2 separate regions of the Sus scrofa genome follow, and region 1 is linked to region 2. Evidence: chromatin contacts called from public Hi-C data. All regions are on one chromosome and are shown on one strand. The core of a region is the stretch at or near the end of the contact, and the rest is flanking DNA. Distances in the headings are between cores, read along the strand shown.

What was found. Hi-C and Micro-C count contacts between places; a contact is called where the count stands out from the background.
Region 1: a Hi-C map of alveolar macrophages shows a contact between it and region 2, with 4 times the contacts expected there. The contact joins the promoter of FMNL3 here to the enhancer-like site in region 2. A contact is called at or near these places in 1 of 5 promoter capture datasets (liver), 25 of 47 Hi-C or Micro-C datasets (adipose tissue, alveolar macrophages, blood and 13 more) and 2 of 2 datasets of contacts at active chromatin or transcription factors (alveolar macrophages and skeletal muscle).

The regions. Positions count from the first base shown.
Region 1 is chr5:15,643,524-15,647,339 of Sscrofa11.1, reverse strand. FMNL3 (formin-like protein 3) reads left to right here and starts at 1,291. Exons shown (of 25, transcript XM_021091615.1): 1 at 1,291-1,665. The coding sequence starts at 1,540.
Region 2 is chr5:15,590,251-15,594,262 of Sscrofa11.1, reverse strand. It overlaps PRPF40B (pre-mRNA-processing factor 40 homolog B), which reads right to left. Exons shown (of 25, transcript XM_021091619.1): 21 at 3,858-3,953; 22 at 3,517-3,603; 23 at 3,123-3,300; 24 at 2,543-2,861; 25 at 1,123-2,442. The coding sequence ends at 2,412. FMNL3 (formin-like protein 3) reads left to right here. Exons shown (of 25, transcript XM_021091615.1): 25 at 678-1,598. The coding sequence ends at 766. Among named protein-coding and RNA genes, the nearest start is that of FAM186B, 22 kb to the right of the region's middle. Within about 2 kb of position 1,787, at least 24 of the 83 cell types and tissues checked have an H3K27ac peak or open chromatin away from gene starts, as enhancers often do. A contact at or near this core is called in adipose tissue, alveolar macrophages, fetal liver and 2 more, where this site is marked.

The sequences.
Region 1 (3,816 bases), core at 42-2,541, 54 kb before region 2:
TAATCCACTGCATCACAAGGGAACTCCTTAGCATTTGCTTTCCTCTGCATTGGCTTCATTCTCAAGCAAGCTTGAAGTGTTATGGGTGATGGTATGGGAAGAGATTGCCTCTTTTTTTTTTTTAAGTCTTTTTAGGGCCACACCTGAGGCACATCGAGGTTCCCAGGCTAGAGATTGAATCAGAGCTACAGCTGCTGGCCTAAACAACAGCCACAGCAACGCCAGATCTGAACCACCTCTTCAACCTATACCACAGCTCAAGGCAACACCAGATCCTTAATCTACAGGGCAAGTCCAAGGATCGAACCTGCGTCCTCATGGATGCTAGCCAGATTTGTTTCCACTGAGTCACGATGGGAACTCCAAGAGAATGTCTCTTTCTTGATTATTCCAGTGAAAGCCTTAGAAATGAGTTTTATATTCTGGCTTAAGTCAACTGTCAATTCCTAAAACAGTCTCCAAAGGTAGAGGAAGAAAATGCTTTGATTCGCCAGGCCTGGGTCATGGGACCTCCTGGAATGGAGGTGAAGTTCAGCTCTACATGGACTGAGGACAGGCGAACGTAGTTCCCTAAAAGGAGACGGGATGTTATCGCTTGAGGAAGAGGTATGCAGGGTGGCAGAAACAACAGAAGGCCATCACATCATAAATGACGACCCTCCCAATAGACCTAGCCCAGAGCAGCATCCTTCTCCTGCCTCACCATTTTCACATTCAAGCAGATCAACGTTTGAACGTCGGTAAGGTCCTCTCCTAAATCCTTTTCACCTGTCTCAGGCAGTTAAGGTAGTCCCCATTCCTAAATGCCCGATTCAAATTCTCCCTCTTACCGTGACTCTAACAGGTGTGGTCTCTCTCCCACTTCTGAGTATCCTAGACGTTTCTACTTCTCTTGCAGTTATCTGTTCACTCGGTGCCCTGTATCTTATTTATTTGTATATATTATGAGCTATTATGGTAAAGGGCCGTTTCCCAGGGACCAACCCAACACCTCACGCCCTCAGCAACTGCGATGATTAGATACGCACCAGGGCCGCCAGGGCGCGCCAAGCGCCAGGCGCGAGGCCACCGCGGTGCTGGAGGCACTGTGATTGGCAGTTGAGGCCGTCAATCGGACTCAGGAGGGGGCGGGGCGAGGCGGGCTGCCCGGGAGGCCCGTGGGCGAGAGGCGGGGCCTGCATGAATGGGGCGCGCGGCTGCAGTCGGCGCTCGGGGGGAAGCCGGAGTCCCGGCCGGGAGTGGGTGGGAGGAAGCGAAGTAGGGGGGGAAGGGAAAGAGCGCGGGGGGCGGGGAGGGGCAGCGCCGGGGCGGCGCGCTGAGAGCGGCGAGGCGGCGGGTTTTAGCTGGAGCCGGTCGCTTCGGTGCCGCTGTCCGCTCCGGGTCTTGCCGGACCCTAAGGAGCCCCTCAGCCCCCGACCCGGCCGAGGAGTCGGGACTAGGGTAGCCGGCCCTGAGGGAGGAGCCGAGTCCGACAGGCCCAGCCCAAGACCCCCGGGCTTGGAGGTGGGGGGCTGAGGCCCCCGAGGGGGCCCCGCAGCGATGGGCAACCTGGAGAGCACCGAGGGGAGCCCGGGCGAGCCGCCCTCTGTCTCGCTGCTGCCGCCGACCGGCAAGATGCCGATGCCTGAGCCCTGTGAGCTGGAGGAGAGGTTCGCCTTGGTGCTGGTAAGAGCCGAGCCTAGTCCCTTCCCCCTCCTACCGCCCCCCCCCCCCCAGGTCCCAGCGCCTCAGGTGGGACTTTGCCCGAGTCCCTTGGTCCGGTCCACCTCTTCAGTCAGGGCCTTGGACAGACCTCGGCCCCCAGCGCCTTCCCGGGAACCTCTGAGCAGCCCCATCAGGGACCTCCCGACCGACCGCCTCAACCGCTGGACGCTTAAGAGGAGGGGTCCCCAGCCCGGGACCGCCCCGGGACCCAGACTTCTTCCTCGCCCCTCCCCCTTCTGCCGCCCTTCTCGCTCCCCCCCCCCCCCGCCCCACTTCCCTGACAGTCTCCCCAGGTCCTTAGAATTCTCACTCCTAAGCCTCTGGCTGGTGCGGGGGGAATTCAGAAGCGCAGGGCCGGCCCACTCCTCAGCCTAAGTCTGCGTTCTCTGACTGGGGAGACCACCTCTGATGTTAACATGGAGACTTTCCAGGGAGTGGGTCCTACTCCCAGCCGGGACCAGATGTTTGGGGGAGAGGGGGGTGGGTAGGGAATGGAGGGGAGCTGGCAGCTCTTGAAGAGGGTGGAATAAAGAGTGCTGCCATTCCTCTTATTTTCAGAACGGCCTGCAGGCATCCTGCAAAGTTACAGTGGGTTTGCCTAAAAGGCCTGAACATGTGGATAAGCCATTTCACTAGTGTATTTTTCCAATTGAAACAATACACGAACCATCCTGCCTCCCCCGCCTCCCCACTTTTTATGTTAAGCCCTAGCGACTGGGTTTGGTTTTTGGGGCTGTACTTTTTTTAGTCTTTCTGTAGGTTCCTAAGTGATCTGTATGGATGAGTTTTTAGAGCTGACTTTGGGATTCTTTGGTGTGGGAATTGGACATTGATGTCAGTGGCTCTGTGGACAGAGAGGATCTGAGCTGGTATCACTGAGATGGAGCCAGAGAATCTGTTGGAGCTAAAAATGAAGTTTTGGAGAAAGAAAGTGAACTAGGAGATGGAACATTTACTAACAGAGGTAAATCTTAGAGAAACTTGGGGAAAGGGTTTCCAGTTCCTCAAAGAACTCTCTAAGAGGCAGTGTTAGTACTGCAGTAATTGTTACTATGGCCTGAAGGGCCGACTTTGCCTTTGCCTGTAAGGAGGAATAAGTTGTGGACTTAGCAGCCTTATTGGATTTCATCTGCTTTGGAATGATTAGATCTGTTGGCATCAGTGAAGCTGTCTAGGGATCCTGGCCTACTCTGATGGTGCAGAGTCTGACACCAGCCCACTGGCACCATAGCCAGATCAGGGGGGGTACATGGGTTCCGAGGGGAAGCTGGTACCTCTCTGCCCATCAGCTCTCTGAAGGGCCAAAGGGATCTGGGCCACACATCCTGTGGCCCTCTGCATTTCCCCCAGCCTCCTCAGAGGGATGGGGTGAGTCAGTGATTACTAATATGCCGTGGCCATCTCAGAGGCTGAGGAGGAGAGCCTTGGACTTGGTGCCTTTGAGAACAAGAGCTCAACTGTTGGGGAAAGAGTAGGAGGGATTTTGCACTCCAGTGGGGGTGTAAAAACCTCCATGGAGTGGCATGAGGTAGCTACAGAGAATGGAGAGAAAGGGATGGTCAGAGATAGAGTGGATGGGGGCTGCCAGGCTGTTTGTCGCAAGAGCTCAGAAGCATAGTCGATCATGTCCTTATTGGAGTTTAACTGACAAGTCTGTTTAGTTGGCAGATTAATGGCTTAATATTCACAAAATGTACACGATACCCTGATTACTAGCCAGAGCGCCCAGGTCAAGCCTGGGACCAGACCACCCACTTGCAAGCCTGCCTTTCTGTATAAAGTTTTGATTTGTTTCCTCGTGGCTTTTGTTTTGGTCCTATTTCTCGGTGCCTGAGCTGTGGATGATAGGGGGCTGAAACAGGCCAGGCCAGGACGAGTTAGCTGTTTTAGGAGAGGAGGGGATTTTACCCCAGTTTTCCAACACGGAGAAAAATCATGCTTTCTTGGGGATTTGAATCCTTTCTGGGGGCTCCTAAAGATTCCTCTTTCCTCTGTTCATGAAACATGTCCTTTCCACTCTCCTTTGGGAACAGTACTGTTTCTTGGATGTTTGACCCTGGAACAGGCTCAGGTGTATTTCCTGACAGCAGGTGCTCTGTCTTAGCAATTGTC
Region 2 (4,012 bases), core at 538-3,037:
TGCTGAAGAGTGTCCCTTTCACGGCCCGTACTGCCAAGCGGGGCTCACGCTTCTTCTGCGATGCAGCCCACCATGATGAGTCAAACTGTTAACCCCCGAGGCTGGGGCTCTTGACAGGTACCGGGCACTCTCTCTGCATGCCCACCTTGCGGGGGCCCAAAGGCACCTCCTCTCCTGCATGACTTGGACTCATCCTCTGGCAGCCTGGTGGTGATGGGGACACGTCCTTCTTCCCTTGTATGCCCCATGCTCTGAGAAGCATGGCTTACCCCCTGCATGCACCCTCAGGGAAGTGAGCTCTCTCCCACTAATGCTGTCCTGGCTTCTACTAAGACCCAGGGGAAGGGAGCTGCCAGAACAGGCAGGACCAGGCCACCTCTGACAGCCGAGGCTGAGATGCCCTGGGCCCGGGCTTCTACCCAGGGGCATCAGATGACTCTTGTCCTCTGTTTTCTGATATCCAGTCTTCCGGCCTCCAGTACCCTCCTCTGTTCCTCTGAACATGCCGAGCCCACGCCAGAAATCTCCCTGACCATGCCCTCCAGCCTCTCTTTAGTCTTCTCCCTCATTGGCCTCATGGCCAGCTCCTCGCTGACCCTACCTGTGGGGCTGGGCCTACAGAGGTTGGGCCTGGCCCTGCCTCCCTGCCTGTTCACAGCCTTCTGTCCTTCCCACAGGCCTCCACCACCAGCCCCTTGTCGTCTGCCACCAAGCCAGGAGTGCTGCACCACCCACTGGCCCGCCTCGGGCTCCAGGCCCTCACTGAGACCCTCTTGGAGGCAGAAGCACTTCAGCTCTGAGTCCTGCAGGTCCAACCAGTGGACCTGAAGCCCTGGAATGGCCAAGGGCCCAGCAGAAAGCTCTGCTGCTCTCCTCCCAGTGTCTACCAGCTCTCAAAGCTGCATCTTGCCGCCACTGTGGGCACTAGGTCTTTTGGGGCCTAGCGCCTCTCTGGTGCCTCCAGTACTGCACTTTGCTCCCAAGGTCTTCATTTCCTCAAGCATCAGCTCAGTGCTGGAAAACACTTCCAGCTTTAGGCTATGCAGGGGCACCTAGGCCCTCCATCACTTGAGCCAGAGGAACAAGAGGGAAAGCAATTACTCCTTTTACCTTTTCCTTGTTGCAGCCCAGTGGTCAGCTGTGAGCTAGAAGTGTCCAAGCTTAGGGAGCCCTGGGACCCTGCTAATCTCAGACCATCTTCTTCCAGGAGCAGGGTTCTCCTAAGCCTAGGCCTATACGGCTATGCCCTAGTGATAAGGGGAGAGGAGAGGCCACGCTCCCTGCCCTTGGCCCTTTGCATCCTAGGCTGACCCTGTCCTTGCCGAGGTGGGCATGAGGTAGTTTTCTCTGCCCCAACCTCAAGACAGAGAAGGGGTGTGCCAACAGCACCCTCGCCTCCTTGCCTTGGCTAGTTTTTTGGGGCAGGGGGCAGGGTCATGGTGGTCTTAGCTGACTATTTTCTCAGTCTCCTGCCAGCTTCTTCTCAGCCCCTAGAAGGAAATACAGGGGCCTACTCCTTTTTGTACATGTACCATTTCCCTTCTCTCTTGTACATAAACCCCAGACCTTCTTTCTCTCAACAAAGGCTTGAAACACCAGGCCTGACTCTGTCTCCTCTTTCTGAGTGGCGGGGGGCTAAGGTGGCCATTTAGCCGGACAGGAGCCCAGGGACAGAAAGGAGGCTGGGCAGAGCTGCCATCTGCATCGGGGAGGTGAGCAGAAGCCTGGGGAGGGAGAACTTGGCTAGGTGGGCTCCAACCACACAAAGGGAGGCAGGCCTGCCGTGAGCCAGTAGTGCCCTCTGCTGGCTGTGTGTGCACCTGTCCAGTCCCCAGCCTGTCCCAGTAGCACACAGTGCAGACAAAAGAGCCACTCGTCACTTTATAAATACTGTTATTTAAAAAACAAAAGCAAAACAGAACACACATACACTAGGCCCTGGGGCTGGAGGAAGGAGTGGTGGAAGCCCAAGGGCCTGGGCAGGCAGGAGCAGGCACTGACGCTAGCGGGTAGGGACCCCGCCCTCTGCCACCCAGGCTGTGTCCACCGGCCTGTCACTCTTCCTAGAGGCCCCTCCTCACATTTTATCTACTGGCACCACCCTCCCCACACGGCATCCACCACCAATCTCTGATCTGGGGCTGAGGGCAAGGACTGCACTAGTTGTCCGGGAAGTGGGGGACCTTGAACACCACGAGCAACCTGGGGAGGTGCTGGCTGCGGTGTGTTGGGGTTGGGGTTACTTGAGGAAAACTGGACACAGACCCGACTAAGGAAGAAGTCTGGAGTGGACGGTGAGGGTGACCTAGGCCACAACCTCACACTGACGGGGCAGGGGGGCTCGTTGGGTCACTGGTGGTCATCTAGTTGCTGCAGGAGTGTCCGCCGCCGTCTTTCCAGCTCTCCCTCGCTCAGCTCACTTTCCGACGTGTCCCAGCCCGTCTGGTGGAGCAAAGGCACAGCTCACCCATGGCCTCCCCTGAGGGCTGCGGAGGCCTGGGCAGAGCGCTGACTGGGCTGGGGTCGGACGCCTGCCTCTCACCTTCTCCTTCTTGATTCCAAAGCCTGGGGAGCGGTTAGGGAGCTCTGCCCGCCGGAGGTCCCTGTCCTTGTCCTGTTCTGGTTCTTTCTCATCACTCTCCTTGCCAGCTTTCTCCTCAGGGTCTGTCTCGCTCTCGGGACTGTTCTGTAAGAGCCCAGAGCCCGCCTCGTCAGTTCCCGTGAAGGACAGGCCGGGAGGCGGGCGAAGACGTCTCCTAACACAGCAGGGCCGTGAACGGACGCTCCTTCGCTACGCACCGACTTGTGTCTTCTCTTCTTGGTTTTCTTTTTTGGTTTCTTGGCTTTGCGAAGACCATGATCTGGAGACAGAAAAATCCCCACTAAGTCCCACGGGAGAAGGAGGCCTCGTCCTGTTCTCTGCTCCTTCTTCGCAGCCAGGGACCTGTCTGAGGACGTCTCAGTCCAGCTCGCCTTCCTGCTCCTGGTCTCCTGCCCGGGCAGGGATGGGACGTTCTCACTCTGACAGGTGCAGCCCAGCCCTCCCAACCCACTCTACCCTCGGTGGCAGGGGAGCGGGGGAGCTCCCCCAAAGGCCTCCTCTCCAGCTCCCGATTCCTTACCTGATCCAAGGAGAAGGCGTGAGGATGGGGAACCCCGTCCTCCAAGGGCAGCACCCCCACTTTCAACAGAATCAAGTGAGGAAGAGGGCTCGGAGCCCGACTCTGAGGGGTTCCGCCGCCTCCGCCTGGGGGGCCGGAGAGATGGTGGGGGCAGCTCCTCCTCTTCTGACTCGGAGCCCTGGGGAGAGCAGCAGATGTGGGTTGGCACAGAGGTTCTCTGGGCTCCAGAAGCCCTCAGGGCTGGGAACTGGGGATGGAGAAGGAGGCTCCAGGGCCAAAGGAATCCTCAGATCCCCCTCCGGGGAAGGTGATGTAGGGGAGAAGCAAGGAAAGGGGTTCTCATTTCCCCAGACAGTCCAGCCTCACCTCCCATCCTTTCTACCCGCCAACTCACTGAAGGCGAGTGCGAACGCTTGCGATGGTGCTTCTTGCTCTTTCTGCCGTGTTTTCGGCCTTTGGTGTGGAGGTGCTGGCATTCAGTCTGGTGAAGGCAGACGGAGGAGTGAAGAAGGCACCAGTTTAGCCACAGGAGGGACCCTACATCCTAAAATCTAGTCTGGCCCCATCCTCGAACGCTCAGCTCTTGGGCTTCTGCCAGGCACCCTAAGACCTCCCCTTCCCTGGCTGTTCCAGAAAGGGGAACCCAAAGGGTGGAGGTCACCAGGATTTCCCTTAAGCTGGCCTTGGGTGTTGAAGAGCTGGGGCAGGTGCAGAGAACTCAAAGCTCTGGCTCACCTCCAGTACCTGCAGGAACTCCCGGAAGAGCCGGATCCTCTCCGACTCCAGGGTGATCTGCTCAAAGGCTGAGTCGCACACAAAGCGCTCACGGACCTTGAACAGGAGAGCACTGCTGATCAGACCGGCCCCAGCACGGCATGGATGCTGCCATG